4 separate regions of the Sus scrofa genome follow, and regions 1, 2 and 3 are each linked to region 4. A link is a contact called in public HiChIP or PLAC-seq and promoter capture Hi-C data. All regions are on one chromosome and are shown on one strand. Each heading gives the region's core, a stretch centred on a gene start, on an enhancer-like site or on the middle of the called end of the contact. The rest is flanking DNA. Distances are from core to core; before and after follow the strand shown.

Region 1 (2,775 bases), core at 49-2,548, 200 kb before region 4:
TTTGGAATGGCTGTTCTGCATGACAAGGTCTTCTCATTCTTTGCCTAGTTCTGTGCTTCCCCAAACTCTTCATTTCCCATTTTATTATAACTGCAGTTCTTGATAGTGAAATTGGAGCTTGGTTAAGTACCACAACTGACAGCTGAGGTACAGTTCTGACCTCAAGTTCCTGACCTTATAAAGCAGCAGTGCCCAATGCAAACATATGCAACTTAGAATGTTGAGGAGTCACATCAAAAAAGTACAAAGAAACAGGTGAAATTAATTTTAAGAATATATCTTAACTCAATATATCCAAATATTATCATTTGAGCATATAATCAAGATACAAATTATTAGATATTTTATATTTCTTTGTACCATATTTGAAATCCGGTGTGTGTACTGCACTTACAGCTCATGTGAATTTGGACTAGCACATTCCAGATGTTCAAGGGCCACATGTGGACAAGAAGCATGAGAGCGCCGTTAGAGGAAGCATGGCAGCACTTGGGATCACCCAGCCTGACATCTTCTTTACAGAAAAGTTAAGTACATTTGCTGAGGTTATGCAACCAATTAGCAGAAAAGACTGGATTAGAATCCAATTACCCTCAGCCTACCCTAGAGTTTTATTCACAAAGCTGATTAGTAGCAAGCTGGACTAGAACCCATACCTCCTCATGCCTGCTCAACCTGCTCTAGGGCTCTTTTTCATCAGGTACAACCTAGAGGGAAGAGGGCTCTCCACCTGTTTTATACCTTTCTTCTAAATAAACTAACAGCCTCACTGGAAGCATTTTGGCAGTAAACCAAAATCAGAGTGGGGTAGAATTTTTCCATCTTCCCACCAGATAATGTTTTTTATGACTTGCCACCTTTGTCCCCAGAAACTCTTAGTTTCAACAAGCTACTTAAAACTCTAATTCCTTTATATAATGGTTCTCAATGGAGGTGTCCATCAGAGTTGCCCATGGGGCTTTTTAAAAATTCATATTCCTGGTCCCCTACACCCAAATTCTGATTTATAAGTCTGTGGAGGAATTCATGGAGGTAGCTATTTTTTTTTTAATCGCTCCCAAGTTTTGATGCACACCTCAATCCACTAGGACCTCACCAGATGTCAGATCACCACTAACATCTTTCTTAAGAAAGAGCCTGGTCTCAAGGAAAGAAACATGAGAAACAGGTACCCTAGCACCTCCCAGGGCGGGGCTTTCTGGCTGGCTTTCCTCCTCGCTCTTTCTCTGCAACCAAGGACACTTTTAGCCTCATTTCCTGATCTTACAGCCTCACCTGCGGTGCTGCTGAGCGGCTGGGCAGGAATGCAGCACACAGGACTTGCTCTCGTGGCCTTGGCTGCCTGTGTGGCTCTTCATCCCTCGGAAGGTGAGTGAGGGGCTGACTATCTCAGCCTCCGGTGGAAGGAGGGGGGCTGCCTTCCAAGTTGGAGCTGGAGGGGGTGAGGTACTCCAGCAATTAGGGGCAGGAATTTCCAGTTATCTACATGAGAATGGCATAGGTTTAACTCCTCATCTCCAAGAGGCAACTTCAGGAAGGAACCTCATTTGAACAGGAATATCAGTAATTAGCCACAAGAAGGATGAGATCCTACCATACCAGTGCAACTTTGAGCAGTGCTTCTTTTTCTGATAACAGTATCTTAGAAAAATCTCCAGGTAGAGGCTAGGGGAAAATCCCCTATTATTCAACTGCTTCCCTCCCCTCACCCTGACCAGCTAAACTGTCTGAATACAAGTGCACATATTCCTGAAAATAAGACCAACTCAACCTTCTAGTATATGGTCTGGTAAGCTGCAAGCTATCTGAACAAAGTCAGGTCTGTGGACACTGAAAACCAAAATTTCAATCTGATCTTAAAAACGGGATACAGGATAAAGGAGACTGAACCATACAAATTACATCAAAAAGAACTTTTTTTTTTTCGTCTTTTGTCTTTTCAGGGCCGCACCCAGGCATATGGAGGTTCCCAGGCTAGGAGTCGAATTGGAGCTGTAGCCACCAGCCTACACCAGAGCTGAAGCAACACCAGATCCAAGCCGCATCTGCAACCTACACCACAGCTCATGGCAACACCAGATCCTTAACCCACTGAAAAAGGCCAGGGATTGAACCCACAACCTCATGGTTCCTAGTCAGATTTGTTTCTGCTGGACCACAACGGGAACTCCAAAGAGAACTTCAGTTGTGAGTTGCTAGCACATACATGTATAATCTCCATATGGAGATTATAACTATTTGGACTGGAGACAATCTTTTCTACTGTGTTCAGGAAACCGTAAATATAAGTATTTAATACTTGACTGATAAGACTCTTTTCTACTGTATTCTTTTCTGAAAATTTACCCTGAATAGATTCTCTAAATTCAGAACAGGTAAAATGTAAGTTTTGTTTGGTTTGCTTTTAAAAAAAACTAAGCCAGTATTTTAAAATGATTTCACATACACATACTCGTATATACACACATACAACTTGGATTTTAGAGACTCTTCTGAAAAATTATATCTGGCAAGAAATGGCTAGAGCAGACTAGCTCCTGCCCTTCTTTGAAGTGGCTATCAACTTATTAATTGCCTGGTTCCTCCTCTGTAGGCATTTGCTTAGAGATTCCAATACACTGCCCCAATGTACTGAGCTTGTATTGCTGAGCACAGGAAAAATCTGGATAATCAGTTCTTCTTCTCTATCCATCTATCTTATCAAGACAAAAAGCTTGCCATTTTATATTTCTGTAAATTTTGTGGAAAATGTCACCATTGAAATTTTAGGACTCA
Region 2 (2,867 bases), core at 288-2,787, 190 kb after region 4:
AGACAAAAAAGAAAAAAAAAAAGTTTTGCTATAAAGGGGAGCTGAGAAATGAAGCAGCACTTGGAGGGGGGATGAAGGGCCTAAGGTGGCATCTTAGCTTGCTTGTAATTAGATTGCAGCATGCTTCTGAGTTTTCAGCATGGTTTTCAGAGTTTTTTTTTTTCCCCCTTTGGCTACACCCATGATACCCTGGGGCCAGAGATCTAACCTTGTATCACTGCAATCACAGTGCTGGATCTTTAACTTGCTAGGCCATGAGGGAACTCCATCAGTGTTCAGTTTTAAGGGCACATATAAGAAGGCTTGGAGGACAGAGCTTGATCCCTGCAGGGGCACTCCAGGAGGCGTGTCTGAGGCCTTAGCTTGGGGAGAAGCAGTGGGACCCACTGGCTGGGGCTGCACAAACAGTACTGCTGGGCATGCTAGGCTGACCTTCAGATTTGCGTTTCTGTCCTGAAATTTCACTGTGACCTTCTCATTGGGTGGCCCCCCAATTCAGCCTTCAGTAGCTTCTCATGTGTTATTCCCCCTGGTTATTGGTGAAACTGACTCTGAGCAGCTGATGTGTGGTTTTGAGGTCTATGGACTTTTACGGGCAGTGGGGCTGTGTTCTGGGTGAGAGTGTGAGGGCAAAGGGCATATCCACGTGCTTCTCAAGATGGGGATAATGAGGGAGAACCTACTGGGGCTATTCTCTTTACCTTCTCTGGCCTGTTTGTGAAGGAAGAAGAATCTCCAGCACACCCTCTGTCTCCCCATCGCATAAGAGAATTAACCTGGACAGATCTCAGCTGAGGTGATGAGCCATAACAATCCCACTGGAGATGTGATTAAGGCATACAGGTGAGCAGAAAATTTCCCAGCTATGTTTTAGTGGAAATCGTATTAAACTAAGACCTTGGTGTGATTTTGCTTTTTAGGGCTGCACCCGCAGCATGTGGAGGTTCCTAGGCTAGGGGTTGAATCAGAGCTTTAGCTGCTTGTCTACATCACAGCCACAGCAATGCCAGATTCAAGCCGTGTCTGCAACCTATACCATAGCTCATGGCAACATCAGATCCTTAACCCACCGAGCGAAGCCAGGGACCAAACATGTGTCCTTTGGATACTTACTAGTCAGGTTCATATCTGCTGTGCCACAACAGGAACTCTCCTTAGTGTGATCTTGATGAAGTGTGTTAGCATCTCTAGGCCTAAGGTCTTCACCTCTCAAATGAAATTTGGGGGAGGATAGGACAGTCTAGAGTCTTGTCTTGCTCATCAGGCTGTAGCTGTCATGTGCATGTTTTGGACTTGTAGTGTGAGTAGAGTTATGGTTCTCAACCTTGGCTGTATGTTAGAATCATCCAGGGAGACTGTTCCCGAGGCCAGGATATAGGCATCACAGCCATGGTCATAAAGCCTTCTGGGCCATTCCAGTGTGAAGCAGCTTTTAGAGCAGGGCCATTGCACCTGTGCTTTCTGTAGCACCAACACTGGCATCACCTGGTGGCTGATAAGACACACGGAGCCACTGCATTAGAATTTGCATGCAGTGCTTTAGAGCTTTGCTGACATCTAGTGGTGACAGCCTGTATTAAGACTTTCCTGGAGTCTGGCACAACATTGTAAATCAACTATACCTTAATAGTAGTGAAACAACTCATTCCAGGGAATTTTTTTTAAAAAAATTTATTTAAAAAATTTTAAGTGAATTTTATTTTTTATTTTTTTATTTTCTATTAGAATCTGATTTACAGTGTGTTAGTGCCAGGTTTACAGCAAAGTGATTCAGTTACACATTTCTATTCTTTTTCAGATTCTTTGCCTATATGGGTTATTACAGAATATTGAGTAGAATTCCCTGTGCTATATAGTAGTCCTTGTTGATGATGCATTTTATAAATAGTAGTGTGTATCTGTTAACCCCAAATTGAAATGCCAGATGTCACTGTAGTAAGTCCAGTTTGTGAAGGCCCAGATTTATGAACCCTGAGTATGAACGATACTCAAGGGAATGATCATGTGTTTCTCAAAAGTAAATGGTGAATACAAGAAACATGCTGATCTTAATGCCCTTTGCCAGAAAAGAATGAAAATTGCTGGTGAAAACATCTGATTTCTGTAAATATATTCTTAAGACTTAGCTTTCTGCATGCAAATTTTCTTTCCAGTTTAATTTCTGGTATTGAATAATACTAGAATTAAAAATAACTCGTGTTCTTGGGAGTTCCCTGTTGACCTAGAGGTTAATGGTCTGGCATTGTCACTGCTGTGGTTCAATCCCTGCCCAGGAACTTCTGCATGCTGTGGGTGTGGCAAAAACAAAATCAGGTGTTCTCAATAGGGGAGTGGTGAAATAAACTATTAATAATTCACTTAATGGATTTTTCAAGCAGATACGATGAGATTTTGGAAATACAAAAGACTCTTGTCAATGCGCAGTTGGGAAAAAAAAAAAAGGCAAGGTATATACCTGTGTACTCAGTCTGATGACAAATATACAACAAACCAAAAACCTAAAAGCAAGCTCAAAACCATGCAAGGAGAAAAGATTGAAAAGACATGCATCTGAATGTTAATAATAGTTATCCATGCATAGTAGACACTTATCTATTATTTTCAGAAAGTTTGTGAAATATGTTCTTTATAATTTAATCAATTTCCTTGAACAATCCAGAATTTGTACCTTTATTACTATTATTTTTTTGGCCTTGACCTAGTCATGTGGAATTCCTGGGCCAGGGATCAAACCTGTACCACAGCAGTGACAATGTCAGATCCTTAACTGCTAGGCCACCAGGGAACTCCCTCTTCCTTAAAAAAAGACTCCTGCCCTCTGGTCTTCATGAATTGTATGCAACTGAAACATTTTAAACTCCTGCCCT
Region 3 (2,772 bases), core at 243-2,742, 140 kb before region 4:
TAAGAATGTTTAAATCTGCCCTCAGAACTGGTGTTGGTCACAGTCAAGCAGTGTTTCTCTCTTTTTATCACCTACTTTACGAAGGTATTAATGATATTGATTCTGGAATAGAATGTCATGGGCAACGCTGTGGAGTATTACCATTATCAAGTGGTCCTCTCTCCCAAATAATTTATGCCACTACTTCATAGTGGCTCCATTACCAATATATTTTGCCACTTTCCTAAGAATGTCTCTTACTAGGTTAGTATCTATAGCGGATAATGAATTTCACATAATAGAAGTTGTGTGCTGCATAGAATCATCAAAGTCCTCTTATCAACTGCTTTTCTGGGTCATAATGAAACTGAGGAGGAGAGAGAGACAGAAACAACTCTGAACCTCTCATGGTCTCCCATCAAGACTAAGTACTACCATTTCTCTATCTGAGATGAGGCAGAGTCTAATTTAAGGCCATAATTGTCCTCCTTTGGATTCTCCCAGTGCTTGAGTGATTTCCTCCAGCTTGACATGCTCCTCTATATTTTCTGAGGAAACTAGGTAGTCAATACCCTGTGGACTTACTGAGAATTTGGGGCCCTTTTCCTTCTTTCAACAACCTTTTATTAGTCAAGTACCACATAAACTCAGAAGATAGTGAGAAATGGGCCAGATGGAGCCCATTCCCTCAGAGTGTATGGGCTAGCAAAAATCCCAGAATAAGGACCTACTCCCTGCTTAGGCAAGGCCCCTTACCCTCTTCACTGGTGTCTAACCCCAAACCATCACATTTTAGTTTTAATTAGGAAGAACTGTCCCAATAATACAGTTAAGGGAGTTTTGTATAGACGTGACACTACTGAGTATCTGCAAATCTGGTATTTAGAACCTGTTATGTAAATATTTGCCAATTTACAAATTTTAGTGACATATTCTGCTCCAACTTGTAATGCTGGAGCACTTGGCTGCTCTGGGAAACTAGAAAACGTTAAGATTGAACTAAAATCAAGTATTTCAGAAATCTTATAGGCGAATCCTAGCTCTGGTTGCTAGGCAACCTGACAGACTCGTCGACAAGGAAGACTTGCCTCCCTCACTTGACCATCTCGCCCCAGTGGTGGGACGCGAAGGTTTCATTGGCCCGCATCTCTACTCACACGGCTCCAATTGGGTGGAGAACCTCTCACTCCGCTCCTGTTGGTTCTCGCCGTGTCTCGCCGCTCTGTCATTGGTAGGCCGGCTCTCGGGCCACCACACGTCACTCTCTCACCCCACTTCCTTGCCCTCTGGCTTTGTCCCCGCCCCTTCCCCCGCCCTTGAAGCCACGAGGGAAAATCCCGCCTCTAGTTTCCTTTGGATTGGTTGAAGCTGGGTTGGGGGACGGGCGCTGCCAGGCTACTCTGCCCTCCGCGATTGGCTGCTGGAGCCACTGTCCCACCTCCCAGAGACTCCCGGCGGTGCCGGAGTCGGGTGGGTCGGCCACTATAAAGCTGGTGGCAGAGGGGAAGCGCCGCGTACTCCCCATCCGTTGGTCGTTATTTTTCCACGGCCACCGCCGGGTCACATTTGGGTGAGTGTCCCGCGCGGAGAAGGAGACTTGGGCTGCTGAGGCCCCGTGGGCACGGTGAGGGCTCCGCGGAGTCGGTGTCCTTGACTAGGCCCGAAGGAGCTCTGGCTCCGTCCGGGTCAGGGCTGAGGCTAGACCCGGCCCGGGAGGATGGGGAGCCGTGAGCGGAGGATGGGGAGCCGTGCCAAGTTGCGGAGGCCCACCGCGGCAGGTCCTAGGAGGGACCGGGGCCCACTGATGTGGGCAGGCGAGTCGCAGAGGGTAGAGGGCGTTGAGGGCTAGGGTTCTGATGACAGTCATTCAGGAGCTGGAGGTGCCAGAGAAGTGGCTGTGACCGCCTTGAGAGGATGGGAGGGGGGCACATGAGGGGGACGAGAAAGGAGATGGGTTGCGGCGAGGCAGTGGTGGGGGGGGTGGTCCTGGAGACTTGGCTTAGGGTGGACACAGAAGCATGGGGAAGATCACACTTGGAGGCTTGTAGGTTGGCAGGGGGTGTGTCCTCCTGGCATATTTACCGGGAGGAAGTGAGCTGGGTAGCATTACTCCTTCTCTAGCTCAGGTGCGACAGGGCATCACAACAGTGATTTTACCTGGCTGAGCACTTTGGGCTTTTGACTGCTTCGGCCTGTGCCTGCTTCAAATATAGCAGATTGCCGTCTGCCACGTTCTCGCCTACGTATTTTTAATGCCCATTAAAAACAAATAGGTTTCCTTGATGTTTCTTGTCTCCCTCCTGCTAATGACTTCAGGACTAGCCTGACTTGATAAGAAGTAAGGGGGAGGCACCTACAGAGTGTTCACGCACAATAGGTTTTGACTTAAACCAAGGACATTTCAAAGCTCAGTATATGGAGTCTTTGAAAAATGTGTGTCCTGCCCTGACTGGTGGTAGAGAAAGGATTACTCTGACCCAGCCTGGAGGAAAGATGTGGACAACAGGTAAAGTGGGGCTGTCCCAGCTGGTCGTGTTTGCCCTAGGACCTTGGTTTTAGCGCATCACAGGCTTCTTTGCTCACCTCAACTGAAGCTCTCCGCTCCCCACTCCCCACTCCCCGTGCTCTTGCCAACGGGCTGCAGGATGATGTGTTCTGCCTGCTGCTAAGTAGCATTCGCTCTATTCCAGGGATGAATCATGAAAAACAATGGAAAAATAAATGACAAAATTAAGACAAATGGAAGTGCTTGTATAGTTAGCAGATTTTTCCTTCTGAGGTGGAGTTTGGACT
Region 4 (2,866 bases), core at 366-2,865:
TCAACACTCCCCAAATGACTCCTGTGAGACTTCTCAAAGCAGTTTATCATCAGAACTCCACTAACCGAACATTTGGAGACATCCTCCCTATCCCAATACCATCATGGTGCACTAATGTGTGCAATGGGAAACACTTCAAAAGGCTGCAAGTTGTTAAAATGCCATGTTTATGTTGAAAGCGTGACCAGCCTTCTGCAGCATGGTCTACCGTGAGGGGACATTTAAGTGCACACCCCCCGCAGACTTTAGATACAGAGTCCTTAGAAGGTGGGTAAAAAAGGCGGGTGGAGGAAAGGGAGATGAGAACTGAAGCCACAATTCGCTCCTCAGCCCACCACCGTACCCACCGTCGACAATCAAGGTGATGTCAGTAAACCGGTCCTGCTCTCGCTGTTCATTCAATCGGTCCAGGATCATTTTATGATGTTCAGGGAACTCCTGAAGGCATTCCATCGTCTCTTCGGCCTCCATGGCCGTCGGGTTGCTCTACAAAAGAGGAGCATGATAATGTACACTCATGAGCTCGGGCTGAGGAACAAAACCCCTAAAGCATAAAACAACAACAACAAAAAAACAAAACCCAGCAACGTGAAAAGAAGGGGGGAGGGTGAGGCAAGAGGAGAGGAAAACGAGTGAAGAAAGAAAGGCGAGCCGGGCGGCCGCCGCGCGTAGGGCGCCGGAGCCGCGGCCGCGGGACTCCGAGCCTGACCTAATTGGAGTCGGGAGACGCGAGCTGGAGCGGGGTGGGCACAGCGCCGGAGGCTCCGGGCGCTGGGGCGCGCAAGTCCGGCAGGGGAGGGGACCCGACAGCCGCCGCGGCCCTCTAACGGCCCGCCAAGCCCTTCGGCCCGGCCCTGGCTTCCACCGCCCCGGGACCCGGTCCGGCCCGCGGCCCACAACGACTCCCGGGTCGCCTCTCCCTCCCCCGCCCTCCCTCTTCTCCCCCGCCCCGACCGGGCCGGCACTCACTCAGGGAAGGAGGAGCGGCCCGGGCTTGCGCGTCACTTACGTCGACGTGCTGCGTCACCGCGTCGTGCTCCGGCTGACGCGGACGCCTACTGAGCGCCGACCCACTGAGCTACGCCCCCACCCGCCCTCTTGTAGTGGCAGGGCGGAGCTAACGGAGAGGATTTGGCGCTCGCGGAGCCGAGGGCGCCAGCTCTGGAAGGAGGAAGTGCGGGTGTGGTTGGGTTGAGCCGGTATAGGGCCTGGCTTTGTCCTGAGTGGAGCCCCACCTTCCACCCACGCCCACGTCTGATTCCAGGTGTGAACACTTCCAACCCGGACCTCAGAATAAACTCGCAACCGGTTCCCAGTGTGCTTTTGCTTAACCGCCCCCAGTCCCGCCCCGCCCCCTTCCCTCCCAAGGCCTAGGTCCGGCCGCCTTACCTAGCTCACGATCCTCCCTCTCTCCTTTCCGTCCCCGAAAGCCTTTCCTTCTCTGCTCTCCCCTCTTGGGGTGTGACTCGCCCCACGCTTTTCCCTACCCCTAAACGACGCCTCGCCCGCCATTTCCTGCGAGTGTCGGAGCTCTCTCCGCTTGGGTCCGGCCGGCGCACGTGCGCTCGCTCCGAGACCCGGGTGGCCGCCGCGCCGGCTGCGGCGGCCACGGGCGCGAGCACGTTCCGGCCGCCTAGGATCTTCCTCCCGGGTGCCCGCCCTCTCAGTGCTCGGCGAGTAGCACATGTTTGCTAGGCTCAGGACCTGCATCTGCTCTGATTTTTACACCTAGTACTATTACTGCAGCTCTCTGTTTCCCAATCTGCGCGCTTGAAGAGGCCGTTGACCCATAATCAGCTCACGTAACTGAAGTCATTCATTCATTCCTCTGAAAAAATGACTTTTTGAAGATGATATGATCAAGGCTTAGTCTTTTCTCTCAAAAGGAAGATTGGGATTAGGGAAGAATTTAGTATTGATTAAGGGTAAATGTAACTATTTCATTAGTCATTTATTGAGAGCCGGCGTTGTGCTAAGGCACTGTTTAAGGGACTGGGAAATCCAACAGTGAATAACTCATATGTAGTTTCTGCCTTCCCAATCTTAGTTTATGGAGGAGACATTTTGAACATTTAATTGCATGAGTGCTGACTACCGAGTGTTATGAGATGTGAAGAACAAGATAATCTGGGAGTCAAGGAAAACTGGTGACCTATAAGAAGCAATATGAAGTTGAGTGTTCTTAGCCAAGAGGCACCAAGGCTACAGCATTCCAGGAGCTGAAAGAATGTTACTAGACAGACCCACAGGGGCCTTGTAAAAAGTGCTGAAGATGTTAAGATTTTCTTATAGTCACAATGGAAAGTCTTGAAGGTTGAGCAGGAAAGCGACATGGTAAATTTTACTTTTTTTTGTCCTGGCTCAATGTATTGTGGAAATTCCTAGGTCAGGGCTGCTGCAGTGACCACACTGGATCCTTAATCTGCTGCACCACAAGGGAACTCTGTTTAAGAAGAGAATTATAGGGAGTTCCCGTTGTAACACAGCGGAAATGAATATGACTAGGAACCATGAGGTTGCCGGTTCCATCCCTGGCCTTTTTCAGTGGGTTAAGGATCTGGTGTTGTCCTGAGCTGTGGTGTAGGTCGCAGACGCTGCAAGGTTCCTGTGTTGCTGAGGCTCTGGTGTAGGCTGGCAGCTGTAGCTCCGATTCAACCCCTAGCCTGGGAACCTCCATATGCTGCGGGTGTGGCCCCAAGGGGGGCAAAAAAAAAAAAGAGAATTATAGCTCTAATATGGAAAATAGATTAAATGGGACAAAATACAAAGAGTAAAGACTTATTGAGAAGGTGTTAGTAATCTAGATGAAACCATGGTGGCAAATGGGATTAGAAAACTAGATGGAATATGAAAAAAGTACATGTAT

What was found. Promoter capture Hi-C pulls out the DNA fragments that hold promoters and counts their contacts. HiChIP or PLAC-seq counts read pairs in DNA pulled down with a chosen protein or histone mark.
Region 1: a contact with region 4 is called in a promoter capture Hi-C map of fetal liver, with 2.1 times the contacts expected there. The contact joins the promoter of CCL28 here to the promoter of ZNF131 in region 4. A contact is called at or near these places in 2 of 5 promoter capture datasets (fetal liver and liver), 1 of 47 Hi-C or Micro-C datasets (liver) and 2 of 2 datasets of contacts at active chromatin or transcription factors (alveolar macrophages and skeletal muscle).
Region 2: a contact with region 4 is called in an H3K27ac HiChIP or PLAC-seq map of alveolar macrophages. The contact joins the enhancer-like site here to the promoter of ZNF131 in region 4. A contact is called at or near these places in 1 of 5 promoter capture datasets (liver), 6 of 47 Hi-C or Micro-C datasets (heart right ventricle, liver, mesenteric adipose tissue and 3 more) and 1 of 2 datasets of contacts at active chromatin or transcription factors (alveolar macrophages).
Region 3: a contact with region 4 is called in an H3K27ac HiChIP or PLAC-seq map of alveolar macrophages. The contact joins the promoter of HMGCS1 here to the promoter of ZNF131 in region 4. A contact is called at or near these places in 2 of 5 promoter capture datasets (fetal liver and liver), 6 of 47 Hi-C or Micro-C datasets (alveolar macrophages, epiblast stem cells, fetal skeletal muscle and 2 more) and 2 of 2 datasets of contacts at active chromatin or transcription factors (alveolar macrophages and skeletal muscle).

Annotation. Positions count from the first base shown.
Region 1 is chr16:28,009,382-28,012,156 of Sscrofa11.1, reverse strand. CCL28 (C-C motif chemokine ligand 28) reads left to right here and starts at 1,298. Exons shown (of 3, transcript NM_001024695.1): 1 at 1,298-1,368. The coding sequence starts at 1,305.
Region 2 is chr16:27,623,606-27,626,472 of Sscrofa11.1, reverse strand. It overlaps the pseudogene LOC106506477. Among named protein-coding and RNA genes, the nearest start is that of SELENOP, 77 kb to the right of the region's middle. Within about 2 kb of position 1,537, at least 9 of the 83 cell types and tissues checked have an H3K27ac peak or open chromatin away from gene starts, as enhancers often do. A contact at or near this core is called in alveolar macrophages and liver, where this site is marked.
Region 3 is chr16:27,955,916-27,958,687 of Sscrofa11.1, reverse strand. It overlaps HMGCS1 (3-hydroxy-3-methylglutaryl-CoA synthase 1), which reads left to right and starts at 1,492. Exons shown (of 11, transcript NM_001252215.1): 1 at 1,492-1,549. It overlaps LOC106508153 (a long non-coding RNA gene), which reads right to left and starts at 1,259. Exons shown (of 3, transcript XR_001304747.2): 1 at 1,137-1,259.
Region 4 is chr16:27,812,723-27,815,588 of Sscrofa11.1, reverse strand. ZNF131 (zinc finger protein 131) reads right to left here and starts at 1,615. Exons shown (of 7, transcript XM_021076671.1): 1 at 1,390-1,615; 2 at 348-486. The coding sequence starts at 471.